4 separate regions of the Mus musculus genome follow, and regions 1, 2 and 3 are each linked to region 4. The links are chromatin contacts, called in public Hi-C and promoter capture Hi-C maps. All regions are on one chromosome and are shown on one strand. The core of a region is the stretch at or near the end of the contact, and the rest is flanking DNA. Distances in the headings are between cores, read along the strand shown.

Evidence for each region. Promoter capture Hi-C pulls out the DNA fragments that hold promoters and counts their contacts. A called contact is a pair of places that touch in the nucleus more often than the background predicts.
Region 1: a contact with region 4 is called in a Hi-C map of cerebral cortex, with 5 times the contacts expected there. The contact joins the enhancer-like site here to the promoter of Ccdc190 in region 4. A contact is called at or near these places in 2 of 39 promoter capture datasets (both in the 3T3-L1 cell line), 2 of 15 datasets of contacts at CTCF or cohesin (embryonic stem cells and large pre-B cells) and 11 of 484 Hi-C or Micro-C datasets (B cells, the G1E-ER4 cell line, the N1E-115 cell line and 5 more).
Region 2: a contact with region 4 is called in a promoter capture Hi-C map of the HPC-7 cell line, with 3 times the contacts expected there. The contact joins the promoter of Olfml2b here to the promoter of Ccdc190 in region 4. A contact is called at or near these places in 7 of 39 promoter capture datasets (the HPC-7 cell line, cranial neural crest, embryonic stem cells and 3 more) and 1 of 9 other capture datasets (embryonic stem cells).
Region 3: a promoter capture Hi-C map of stem cell-derived epiblast-like cells shows a contact between it and region 4, with 7 times the contacts expected there. The contact joins the promoter of Nos1ap here to the promoter of Ccdc190 in region 4. A contact is called at or near these places in 4 of 39 promoter capture datasets (embryonic stem cells, hippocampal neurons, pre-B cells and 1 more) and 1 of 9 other capture datasets (embryonic stem cells).

What each region holds. Positions count from the first base shown.
Region 1 is chr1:170,612,003-170,615,117 of GRCm38.p6, forward strand. No RefSeq gene overlaps it. Among named protein-coding and RNA genes, the nearest start is that of Nos1ap, 24 kb to the left of the region's middle. Within about 2 kb of position 1,414, at least 18 of the 459 cell types and tissues checked have an H3K27ac peak or open chromatin away from gene starts, as enhancers often do. A contact at or near this core is called in cerebral cortex, where this site is marked.
Region 2 is chr1:170,642,807-170,646,088 of GRCm38.p6, forward strand. Olfml2b (olfactomedin-like 2B) reads left to right here and starts at 1,726. Exons shown (of 8, transcript NM_177068.4): 1 at 1,726-2,289. The coding sequence starts at 2,116.
Region 3 is chr1:170,587,856-170,591,276 of GRCm38.p6, forward strand. Nos1ap (nitric oxide synthase 1 (neuronal) adaptor protein) reads right to left here and starts at 1,994. Exons shown (of 10, transcript NM_001109985.2): 1 at 1,405-1,994. The coding sequence starts at 1,509.
Region 4 is chr1:169,927,658-169,930,682 of GRCm38.p6, forward strand. Ccdc190 (coiled-coil domain containing 190) reads left to right here and starts at 1,282. Exons shown (of 4, transcript NM_001033185.2): 1 at 1,282-1,346; 2 at 2,262-2,503. The coding sequence starts at 2,317. Gm39699 (a long non-coding RNA gene) reads left to right here. Exons shown (of 3, transcript XR_865723.1): 2 at 164-372; 3 at 653-931.

The sequences.
Region 1 (3,115 bases), core at 164-2,663, 680 kb after region 4:
GAAATCCAGAAGTTCACACCTCCTCTCACCATCTGGTGTATGGCGACCACAGCAGGGAAGACTACCCTCTCTATCACTCTCCACATAGTGTCTTGTGTCCTTTGCAATGGCCTGGATCCCAAGTCCAACCTGCATACTGCTCACTTTGGGACTGTGACCCAGGGCCCCTGCTTGCCGGAACATTCTCTTTTCACAAAAGAGTTTCCTCCATAGCTTGTGCCTCCTTGTTCATTTTCCAGCCTCAGCCAGGGCCAGCCCTTCAGTGCTTGCTTGCTTTCACCTGGCTGACGCATGCAGGAGCAATGCTACTACATACGTGTGTTTTCTCTTCTCACACCAGTGAGTCACTGTGAGGCAGAGCATTGTGTGGGACTCGAGTGTGAAGAGAAAGCTCATCTGAGACAAAGGTCCAGGTTTCAATGGAGCCTGAGTGAGCCCAAAACCCTGCTTATGCTCTGTTTGTTCCACTAAGATCATCCAAGCTTTCCACCCTTAATCTACTGCGTGAGTCTCATTTTCCTTCTTTGTTGCTATAGGCATTATACTTCTAGGCCAGCCATCTTGGTCATAACTTCACATTTCTAGTGACACTGAGATAGTGCCCAAAACAGGTACACTTTCAAAGGCCGCAAGAAGTCAGAATCTGGGCTGGAGAGATGGCTCAGCTTTTAAGAGTACAGACTGCTCTTCCAGAGGTCCTGAGTTCAATTCCCAGCAACTACATGGTGGCTCACAACCATCTGTAATGGGATCCGATGATGCCCTCTTCTGGTGAGTCTGAAGAGACCTACAGTGTACTCATGTACATAAAATAAATAAGTAAATTTAAAAAAATCAGAATCAATGTTGTTGTAATTATTTGCAGGTATTCCAAAATGTTATTATCTTTAAAAATCCATTGGTGCTAGAGATTTGAGCCCAGAACCTTGTGTTTACTAAGCCATCACCACGCCGCTGAGCTGCATCTCTAGACTTCTTTTGATTTTGAGATCGAGTCTTAGCCAAGTTGCCTGGGTCGGCTTTAAGTTTGCAACCTTCCTGCCTCTGTCTACGGAGTAGCTGGAAATGCAGGCCTGTGCCACCAAGCTTGGCTTTCCTTATTACTTGGGGAGTATGAAGCATTAAATGTGGAGAATATTCTTACCACTATCTCATATGGGAAGAGGCTTAAGCCCAGAACACCGGATATAGAACTCAGAGCCACACTCAGCGATGGCGAATGGAAGCTAGAACTCAAGGCTCCTGGGTTCTGTCCCTGTTTGTGTTCCTTGAGGTGATCGCCGGCTGTGAGGACGGCTTCAGAGCTGTACCCTGGCTCTGGTTGCTGACAGCCCGTTGACCACTTCACAGATGCACAGCTGACTGCAGTCTGGCCTCCTTTACAGAGTAAAGCTCTGTAAAGCTGGGCAGTCTCTGGTGCCCTCAAGGGGCAGAACTGAGAAGTGAAGAATTCACACAAGGTCTGTTAGAGCAGTGGGTCTCAGCTTTCTAACGCTGTGGCCCTTTAACACAGTTCCTCAGGCTGTGATGACTCCCAACCATAAAATTATTTTCATTACTACTTCATAATTTTACCACTGTTACGAATCGTAATGTAGATATTTATGTTTTCCGATGGTCTTAGGTGACCCCTGTGAAAGGGTCATTTGACTCCCCCAAATAGCCCACAAGTCGAGAACCACTGATTTAGAAGTGCACTGAGATGTACAGACTTCAGATATGCTTATTCTCAGTGCGTGATGGTTTTTTTTTACTCGAATTTTTTTTATACAATAAAGTTTATTGCATTTTTTAAAGAAATAAAATGATGACTCAGGAAGCTGTGGGGTGCCATGTGTCATCTCCACGGGACTCTCCAAATCCACTCAAGTGACTGTTTTCTTTTTTTTTTTATTACGTATTTTCCTCAATTACATTTCCAATGCTATCCCAAAAGTCCCCCATACTCTCCCCCCCCCACTTTCCTACCCACCCATTCCTATTTTTTTTGGTCCTGGCGTTCCCCTGTACTGGGGCATATACAGTTTGCATGTCCAATGGGCCTCTCTTTCCAGTGATGGCCGACTAGGCCATCTTTTGATACATATGCAGCTAGAGTTAAGAGCTCCGGGGTACTGGTTAGTTCATAATGTTGTTCCACCTATAGGGTTGCAGATCCCTTTAGCTCCTTGGGTACTTTCTCTAGCTCCTCCATTGAGAGCCCTGTGATCCACCCAATAGCTGACTGTGAGCATCCACTTCTGTGTTTGCTAGGCCCCGGCATAGTCTCACAAGAGACAGCTATATCTGGGTCCTTTCAGCAAAATCTTGCTAGTGTATGCAATGGTGTCAGCGTTTGGAAGCTGATTATGGGGTGGATCCCTGGATATGGCAGTCTCTAGATGATCCATCCTTTTGTCTTAGCTCCAAACTTTGTCTCTGTAACTCCTTCCATGGGTGTTTTGTTCCCAATTCTCAGAAGGGGCACAGTGTCCACACTTTGGTCTTCATTCTTCTTGAATTTCATGCGTTTAGCAAATTGTATCTTATATCTTGGGTATCCTAAGTTTTGGGCTAATATCCACTTATCAGTGAGTACATATTGTGTGAGTTCCTTTGTGATTGTGTTACCTCACTCAGGATGATGCCCTCCAGGTCCATCCATTTGCCTAGGAATTTCATAAATTCATTCTTTTTAATAGCTGAGTAGTACTCCATTGTGTAAATGTACCATATTTTCTGTATCCATTCCTCTGTTGAGGGGCATCTGGGTTCTTTCCAGCTTCGGGCTATTATAAATAAGGCTGCTATGAACAAAGTGGAGCATGTGTCCTTCTTACCGGTTGGGACATCTTCTGGATATATGCCCAGGAGAGGTATTGCTGGATCCTCCGGTAGTACTATGTCCAATTTTCTAAGGAACCACCAGACTGATTTCCAGAGTGGTTGTACAAGCTTGTAATCCCACCAACAATGGAAGAGTGTTCCTCTTTCTCCACATCCTCACCAGCATCTGCTGTCACCTGAATTTTTGATCTTAGCCATTCTGACTGGTGTGAGGTGGAATCTCAGGGTTGTTTTGTTTTGCATTTCCCTGATGAATAAGAATGTTGAACATTTTTTCAGGTGCTTCTCT
Region 2 (3,282 bases), core at 476-2,975, 720 kb after region 4:
TTACTACATATATAGTATTAACCACCACCTCCCCACTTAGTTTCATACAAGATTTGATAGTGTTCGTAGAAAGGTATATGTGTAGCATTCCTGCATCTAGAGACTTGGATTTCTCTCCACAAACTTTTCTCTTTTTAAGAAAATAGTAATTATTGTTATTATTAGGTTCAAGGGAGTGGCTCGGTGTCAGAAAGCTTGTCTAGGATCCTGGAGTCTCTGAGTTGTATCCCTATCAAGAAATGATAATATTAGTAATACTAAATGGTAACATTACACTTCTATCAACTATCATATCTAAGCTGGAGTCTGCTTTTGCTTGATTTATTACTTTCATTATCCCAACCTCTTTGCTTAGCATTAGGAACAAAGTATTCAGATTTCTCTAGGGGGTAGAATATCTTTTAGGTCTTTGCATTTGAAGGGATTGATATGCATCCAGCACAAGACATCCCAAGACCAAGTTCTCAGCCCAAAGGAGATTTATTTGCCCCCAAGGAACAAAGGGCAGGGAATACAAGTCAGGTGATAGAGAATGAAGGAGAAGGGGAAAGGAACACTGCCTCTGGATAGAGAGGAGGCAGATGTGGCACATAGGCAAATGACAGTTTATAAAGGTAAAGGGGAAGTCCCCTGTTTAGATGAGGGGTTTATTTTTGATTGTACAGATTAATTAGGGCAGCCAAAGGGAGGGGCCCTTAATAGCCTCAGGGGGCAGGAGTCGGCCAAAAGGGGGACTAGATCTTGGTGGCTGGCTTTAGGAATGTAATGGAACGGTTTTTAACAAGGAAGATGGGCTAGGAGAAGGCAAGGCCTGCCAGAGCCATGCCTGCCATGCTCAGCTCTGCTAGAGCCCCTCAGAATCGACCTGACTCTGCTGAGTATTTCAGAGTGGCAATTGTCCCAGAAGACTTAATGCTCTTTCCAAAAGTGACACATTGTTAATCTTCATAGTAGGCATATTCAGGGTCACTAATTAAAGAGCCCAAAAGAGGACCGCACCATTACATGTATATACCCTTTAGAGATTATCTGGCCAGATAGAGAGGCCTGTCCATTTGTCCCAAACCACGGAGACTGCAAGAGACATTCCCTGTGGTAGGCGTTTGATTCTGGGAAGTCACTAGGACAAACAGAACAGCAGAGACAGCAGAGACCTGTAGCCACTCTCCATATTTTAAAAATGTATCCAACTCCCTCCACATTCTGTCAGAGGTTCAAGATGCATCCTCTGGGTGGGGGTATTATCAGGTTCTAGGGTTGTAGCAGACATGAAGATTACAATTGTTCGTAAGTTCAAAGCTTCCCGTACTCCAGATGGAGTCAAGTTCCGGAAAACAAAACAAAACAAAACAAAAACCAACAACAATAAAACACTTCAAGAGAAGAGGTCGTGTTTCTCCGCTGTCCCGGTTGCAGTCCAGGGAGCAAGTCAGGGCTCCCCCGGAGCTCGGGCGTGAAGAAAACTCGAGAAAAGGCACACGGAGTCCCTCTCGGATGACCATTTACAATCAGATGCAAGGCCAGCAGCGCCCTTCCCACGCCAGCCGGCGCCCGCTTAAGCGCAGTGGCTGAACCCTAGAGGAGGCGGGGTCCCCGGGCGCAGCGCCCAAGTCTGTGCGCTTCCCGGTCCTCCTCCTCCGGGCCGTCACTGGCTGCATCTTTCTGCCCGGCACAATAGAGGCTCCGCCCTCCCTCCGCGCCAGCCCCGCGGCGCCCTGGGCCAGCAGCCCTCCCTTGCCTCCTGCGCTGTGGCCACTGTCCATCTTGCGCCCAGTCTCCGGGTGTCCCGAGTTTCCCGGCGCTAGCCTTCCACCTGAGCTCACGCTGCTGCGGCTTGCCCTCGTCGAGCCGGCGCCCTCCTCTGCTCCCTCAGTCACCTCTTTCTTGTGTCCTCTCTGCACAGTCTAAGCTGCTGGGGTCTGGGAGGAGATGTTCAGGGTCTCTGGGGAGCACAGTCCTGCTCCACTCAGCCACACCCAGCTTTAGACGTTAGACGGTTCTCTGAACATCTACTCTTCCGGACTCCAGTGAAGCCGCCTTCCAGCCTGTCTTTGCTGAGACCTCCGACCCAAGGTGGTCTCTGTAGGGACTAAAGTCCCTACTGTCGCATCTCTCATGGCCTATCCCCTGCCATTGGTTCTCTGCTTTGCTCTGGTGGTGGCACAGGTCTGGGGGTCCACTACACCTCCCACAGGGACAAGCGAGCCCCCTGATGTGCAAACAGTGGAGCCCACGGAAGATGACATTCTGCAAAACGAGGCGGACAACCAGGAGAACGTTTTATCTCAGGTAGGATGAGGAATCGCGTGCCCACCCCTCTTGCCTTGGGGGACCTCAAGGACCTGAGGCTGGTCCTGGATGAAAGATTTATGAGCAGCTGTTTTTCTCTGTATTTTTAGTGAAGTGGATGTTCACTTTTAGTTTATCACACTATATTGCTCGTTTGGTGTTGGACAGGCTTTCTCGTAGACCAGGCTGGCTTCCAGCTCACTTTATAGCTGAGGCTAGTCTTGAACTTCTGGTCCCTCTTACCTGCACTAAGAGTGGAGATTCTACAGCCCTGACTTTAGTTTTGTTGGGTTGTGTTAAAGTACTGTGTTAAAAAGTAAGGGCATGGGTCACAACTGTGGAGTGTTTCAGGCTTACCAAGTCAGGAGAAAGGAGAGGAAAGGAAAATACCACTGAGAAGAAAGGGGTGTGTGTGTGTGTGTGTGTGTGTGTGTGTGTGTGTGTGTGTGTGTGTGTGTGTGTGTGTGATGTAATGGTTGTGAAAAGTCCCTCTTGCCTATGAGACTGCCTGTCAGAATTGGAATGTGTAAACAGGAGGACAAGTTGGAAAGGAGGCAGATGGGATAGGTATAAGCCATGGGAGGTGGTTTATGGCTTCAGAGGAGACACTCGGACAGAAGCACTTGGTGAAGACAGAGTGTGTGATGTGCTACATGTGTGATGCTTATGAGGGGGACTCCAAAACAGAGGGATTTATGTTAAGACCTGGTGTACCTGGAGTGGAGTGTCAGTGCCGAGCCACACAGTTGTGGCTGATTCCCAGAGGGGGCCAAGCGACCCAGGATGGTGATTCGTGCTGTAGTGTGTCCGTTTATGAACTAACTCAGTCCTCAGAACACCCTGATTACCAGCCCTCTCAGAGATGAAGAGCAGAAGCTAAAAGGGAAAGAGGGAGAGCCTGGCTTCCAGCATGCTCCAGCCTGCTTCTCAGGACTGTAAGGGACGCTTCTCACACTTATGTGGCACTCCTGCTTTCCAAAGCTGGCATGCTGG
Region 3 (3,421 bases), core at 744-3,243, 660 kb after region 4:
TTAACCATAATAAAAAACATTATACTTTTAAGAAACTGCTTACCAAATCCATAGGCCCTGACATACAGGAGCCCAAACACCCCATATCTTAGGCCAACCAGATCTATTCCGAGATAGAGACGTGAGATAGGATCTTGGCTGACAGATCCCCTTTACTCAGCAATCCAGCTCTGTATTCCGAGGGAGAGTTTGACATCAATAGGGTGAAGAGGTAACTCTAATTCTAGAAGATATGACTGAGAAAAGTTGGGGTTTGGGGGGGATATGAGTCACCAATTCATCCATCTGCATGAGAAAAGGGGAGGAACTGTAAAGATAAATGACCTCTGGGCATCTGACACTCCAATGATGTTTTGCAAACTAAAGGAAATTGACACCTGACGGCAGTCCTTGCACAACAGGCTAACCTGCGGGTCACTGCAGAAAAGAGAACGGAGCAAGTCTGCCTTTTGTCAAAAGTCTTGTTCTCAAAACCCAATCTATACAGAGCTCGCTTAAATTCCACTCAGTAACAAGCACACTGTGCATGCTGAGCATCCCTGCGCGTTTCTTTCCTTAAGTTATAGGTAGGACTGGGCATCAGTCACGAGCAGAAGCCTTTTCCACTGAAAAGCACCATTCCGGGAAACTCCACTGCAGTCTTAGAAGCCAGAACTCCTTACACAGAGAGGTGCCTCATGGTCAGGTCACCGGGTTGCCTGTCTTATACACAACCACTGGTCCAGCGAGGTTTCCACTCCACCCCTCCCCCAAGGGTGGCTTTGGCCTTGACCCTGCAAATTCCAGTCTGGGCTAAATTCTTCATCAGCAACTGCTGAGATTTAACAGTGCACCACAAAACTAGAAAACAGGTTTCACCCCACTACTACACCAATGACTGACACATGCTAAAGTGTCCAAAAGCAGACATTTGGGAAGTAACTTTTAACACCTACACTCAACTACTTGGAATGAGTGTGTGTGTGTGTGTGTGTGTGTGTGTGTGTGTGTGTGTGTGTGTGTGTGTGAAATATACACATATATATATAACTTTTTTAAAAACCGGTCAGGAAACAAGCATTCTCCTTTTAAAACACCTCCAAAAGCACCTCTCTCATGGGAGGCCAGCAGGTAAATAACACCAGCGCTTCCTTAAAGCTTTCTAAAGAGCCAGACATGCAGGCTGCGCTGCTCAGCCTTCTCCGGGAAGTAACTCAATCCAGCCTTGGCGGGCGAGGATGGGGTGTCTGCAGGTAGGAGACGGGGAAGAGGCAGTACACCTCAAACTTTGCAGGTGCTCATTTTTAGCTGTTCTGGGCAAGAGCTGAGAAAGGCCTAGCCCACCTGCTCTGAGTCCAGGACCGCTGGCACCCCATTCCCCCAGACCTGCCCTCTCAGGGCACTGCCCTCCCGGTGGCCCCTCACCTTGGCCTCAAAAGAGATGCCGTGCTGGAAGGCGTCCTCGTTGTGCAAAGGGATCCGTAGATCGTGCCCATCGTCCACAAGGTTGTACTTGGTTTTGCTGGGCATGGTGACCCGCGGCGGACCCGCTGCTCCAAGGGGGCGGCGGTGGCGGCGACGAGAAAGAGCTGGCGAGACCCTGTGCAGAGAACAGTGGGGCCGGGCGAGGCGGCGGCGAGGACCCGGGTCGTGAGGTGGGCAGCCTGGGTGCCAGGAGGTGGCAGGGGTGAACCGGGAGCCGAGCCTCCCGAGGGCCGAGCGGCAGGGGCGGCGCGGATGCGGCTGGCGCGAGCAGCTCGGTGGCCGCGCTCTGACTACGGGGAGGCGGCCAGGCGGCCGGGCAGGCGGGAGCGAGCGGCGCGGAGCCCCGGACCGGGACGCCGAGCGAAGGGCGCACGGCCAGAAGCGGGACTAGACCGGGAGTCCGATCCCGAGCTCGGCGCGCACGGCCCGGGACGAGGAAGAAAGGCAGCGGCGGCGGTGGTGGCGGTGGCGGCGGAGCAGGGTGCCTGTCACGGAGACGCCGGATCGGCTGCCAGCCCGCGGCTCCTCCTGCGGGGCGGGCCTGGACCGACTCCTCCCGCGCGCTAGAGCCCCGCCCGCCGCCGCCGGGTCCGCCCCGCGCCCCGCGCCCCGCGCGCGCCCAGCAGGTGAAAGTCCCCGCAGCGCTGAGCCGAGACCCGGGAACTTCGCCCTGGCCAGACCGCAGGAGCGTGGCGATCCAGGCGCAGTCCGCTTAACTAGTAGTGGCGAAACGGCATCGCCTTGCATGTGTGTGTTTGTTTTGGTTTTGTTTGGGGAGCCCGAGAGAAGCGGTGTTAATATTGGGTTTTGTTTTCCCAAGAAGGCCAGAGATCTATCCCAGATACCCTCGGTCTGGACAGCATTAATTCAGAGATCCCCGCTTCTCCTCAGAATCAAGGCGAAAACCAAATAAGAGGGCTGTCTCCAGTGCTTTTTGTCCCTTTGGGTGTGTGGCTTGCATTTGGGGGCTCAGCAGGGTTTCTTTGCGAAGAATTTAAATATATAAAAGTCGTCAGCCTCGTAGAACTGGAGTAGGCTGCACTAGGGACAAGAAATTGCAGAATGTTCTTATGTCATTTATTAAAGTTTTTTAACTGGCTGGTGATAAGAAAGAAAGGAGAAAAGAAATAGGAAGGAAAAGAAAAGAAAAGAAAAGAAAAGAAAAGAAAAGAAAAGAAAAGAAAAGAAAAGAAAAGAAAAGAAAAGAAAAGAAAAGAAAAGAAAAGAAAAGAAAAGAAAAGAAAAGAAAAGAAAAGAAAAGGAAGAAAGAGAACGTTTCCAGAATTCTGTGAGGCTTCTTATTGAAGCAAGAAGGAACGTGCCAAAGCAGGATTTGAGACCTGAGTGTGTAAACCTCATAGATACAGGGTTGTGTAACAGTTTCCTTTGAAATTGAAACATTCTGTCCAGCGTCCAGCAGGGAAGGTCTTTAAACTGGAAGGTAAACAACTCCAAGAAGTTTCAGGAAGTCCCTGAAACTGGCCAGATCCACCAGGCCCCTCCCTGCCAGAGTATAAACAAGAAAATCAGAGAGGCTCAAGTAACTTGAAGCTGAGCTGCAAAAGCAGTCTCTCGGAGGAGATAAACTGCAAAGACTCAGACCAGACCTAGAAGCAGCAGAAACCAGCTAAGCTGCCAGGAAGAGGTTTAGATCAGATCAGAGTCACTTGGAAAGGACACTCTCCAACCTGTTGAGCTGCCTGTGGGCTTCGAAGTGTACTCCAGGTCCCCAGCTTTTGTGCGCTGTCACCAATACTGGTCTGGGCCTTGATGATGCAGCTGTCTTTGAGACATTTCTGGTCCTGTAGGTAGCCTCTCACCCATTGTCCTGTAAGTAACTGCAGTAAAACCCATAACCAAGTGGAACTTTGGTGGTATCCGTACTTTGGTCTGCAGTGAGTTTCCTACTGGGATGAATAGATGTTTGCTGTCTTCCCAAGAAAGGTTTGTCACACAA
Region 4 (3,025 bases), core at 32-2,531:
GAGGAGGAGGAAGAAGAAAAGCAGAGCAGAAGAACATGGCTTGGAGAAACTACAAGTTCTAAGGGGTCACATAGATGTGGAAGATGGTAGTGTAGGGGTTGATCTGCCCAATCTAGGTGCACAGCATGGATTCATATTAATTGAGTTGTGCTTTCATTGCCAGGGCATATTTGGGCTGGATATTTACCGCTTCATGGGGGCAACAAAGCTCTGTTGCTATGCACTTCACCAGGCCTGCCGATGGGGACTAGAGTGCCAGTTTCCCTTATGCGGCACCCCACTTTCTGTAGTAATTGTCTTGGAGATTGTGCCCTACTTGTTTAAATCCTGGAGAGGAAGAACTTGTGCATGGGAGAAGCACTGGCTGGGAAGGTATCATTTCCTACTTAGAGAACAATGACCCGCCCTCCCTCTCTCACCTCCCCAGTAATCTCTTTAGAATAGTTTGTTTGCCGGGTGGTGATTGTGGGTAGTAGGGGCTGCTTAGCTGCCTTTCATAAACTGGGATTACTGGGCCCCAGTGTTGGCAGCTGTCTTTAGACTGTGGAATCTTACTGCCTCTCATTCTCAGAAGGATCCCCAAGGAAACAGTTAGAGTCCCATCCAGTATCTTCGTCTATAACCCATAGCTCAACTCTATTCTCTGCTGCAGCTCTCCAAACGTGAAGACAAAAGTTGATTCAAAAATATATATCACTTCATCTCGTGCTGTGTCCAAGCCTTTGAAAATCTAAATAAACTTTGAAATGCACCGAACAAGGCTGGAAGACTGGAAACACCCAGCGTGGAGCGCAATAACGTAGAATAAGCAAATTCAATGCCTTTCTGTGCAAAATGTGCCCAGTCATGAATGGGAAGGCAGGGTGCTTTCTTTTGGTTTCCAAGAAGCCAGAAAAGGGGTGGGAGATGGGGCGGGAGGAGGGGCAGGGGCAGGGGAGGTAGAAGCGAAGCAGAGGGAGGTGGAAGAGAAGAGACTGGTTACAAACAGTGAGGGACTCTTGGCTTTCATTCTTGGCTCCCATGGACACGGCCTAGGAGCACCGCAGGCCTCCCTGGGGAGGGCTGGAAGTTGGCAAGCTTCCTTTATCCTCAAAACAAGTTAGAGATGTGGCCTCTTCAAGAGCAAATGGGACCCAAGGCTCGAGGAGTCGACGGCATTCCTAACCAGGGGTCGCAGGAGGAAAGGACAGAGCTTTCGAGTGTAACTAACCTTCTCCTGGCCCCGCCCCCTTCCAGCCCCCTTCCCCACCCTCACCCCCCTTTACACAGGCTCACACGCTTAGTGAAGAAAACAAGCTTGGAGCCAAAGAAACAAAGATTTTCCTGGTGAGGAGCTGGGTTTGCAGGTAAGTGCTACCCCCTGTATTTTTGGGTGAAGCTTTAATCTATACTTCAGAATCTAAATCAAACTGACTCGAATTCGGCTCTTAAATTAGAGCTGCCTTGTGTCTGGCCTTAGCCCCACCCCACCCCCTTTTTTGACATTTCAATTTTTTTTTCTTATTCACTTTACATTCCACTCACTGATCCCCCTTCCCTCTCACCTCCTCCCACAATCCTTCCTTCCTTACCCCCTTCTCCTCTGAGTGAGTAACCCCCTCCACCCTCTTCCCCCTACCCTGGCACTTCAAGTCTCTGAGAGGCTAAGCGCCTCCTCTCCCACTGAGGCATCCCAGCTGAAAGAGCACATCCCACATACAGGCAACACCTCTTGGGACAGTCCCCCGCTCCAGTTGTTTGGGACCCACATAAAAACCAAGCTGTACACCTGTTATATATGTGCAGAGTCCTGGTCCAGCCCATTTACGGTCTTTGATTGGCCGTTCAGTCTGGGAGAGTCTTGAGGGTGCAGGTTAGTTGATTCTGTTCATCTTCCTGTGGAGTTCTTATCACCTTAGTGGCTGTAAACCTTCCTCCTATTCTTCCATAAGAGTCCCCAAGCGCCATCCACTGCTTGGCTGTGGGTGGATGCCCTTCTTTAATGCTAATCTTTTCCTGAACTACTACCACCAATACCTAAGGGAGAGCACCTGACCTGACTGACCACTATCCCGCATGCATTCTGTGTTGTAGCCCTGAGGTGAGTATTGGCAGGGACTCTCGTTCCTTCCTGAGAGTGCTACTGGAGTTAAGAAGGTAGAGGTGTGGGTTTGGATGTGGAGACTTCATCTGACTAGGCAGTTTAAGATTTAATAAAATTAGATTTCAAACTAATCAGTGACCAATGACCAGAAGCCACCATGCTGACCTTGTTCTTTCAGGTTATCTGTGGTCCCTGGAGGACACTGGCTTTACTGTCACCCACGCGTGAGGAAGATGGACAGAAGCATGGTGAAGGGACCTCTGTATAAGCAGTTTGACTTGGAGAGAAAGAGTGCCAGGCAAGCAGAAGCCAGACTCAGCCTTAGACTGCAAAGGCTGGAGATCATCTGCCTCTATCACGTGAAATCGCTAGCCAGGGAGCAGAGACAGCTTCAGAAAGAACTGCAGCGCCTGCAGCAAGGTGAGGCTCTGTCATGAGTGGCAATGGGCCCCCACTTCCAGTCCTAAGGAGTAATTTACTGGGGGAGGTGGGGGAGGGCACAGCCCCCGCCTCACGGTGGGATGCTCATTAACATTATCAGGTAGCTGCGTGTTTATAAGATCGATATAAAAAGAAATACCCTGTGCTTTTATGAATCCCATTCAAAAATATTCTCAATGCTAAAATGGAGTTATTTCTACGGTAAGGAAGGAGCCCCCTGTTCCTGTTAGAAGGCTCAAGGGTTGTATGAGCAGAACCTAGGAGCAGAAGAGAGAGGTGATGCAGGAGAGGGAAGTTGCCAAGTGATGCGTGGCTGGGTACCAGCTGACCATGCTTAGCAGAAAGGAAGAGTGTGTGCAAAGGGATAGACAAAGTATAGTTTGCCACAAATGGTTCCGCATTGCTGAACTGCTCATGCAGTTTCTGAACCCGTACTAACCAGGCAGCGACTCCAGCCATAGCTTCACAAGGGTAGACCCCATCCTACAGGGGCTGGGTGCA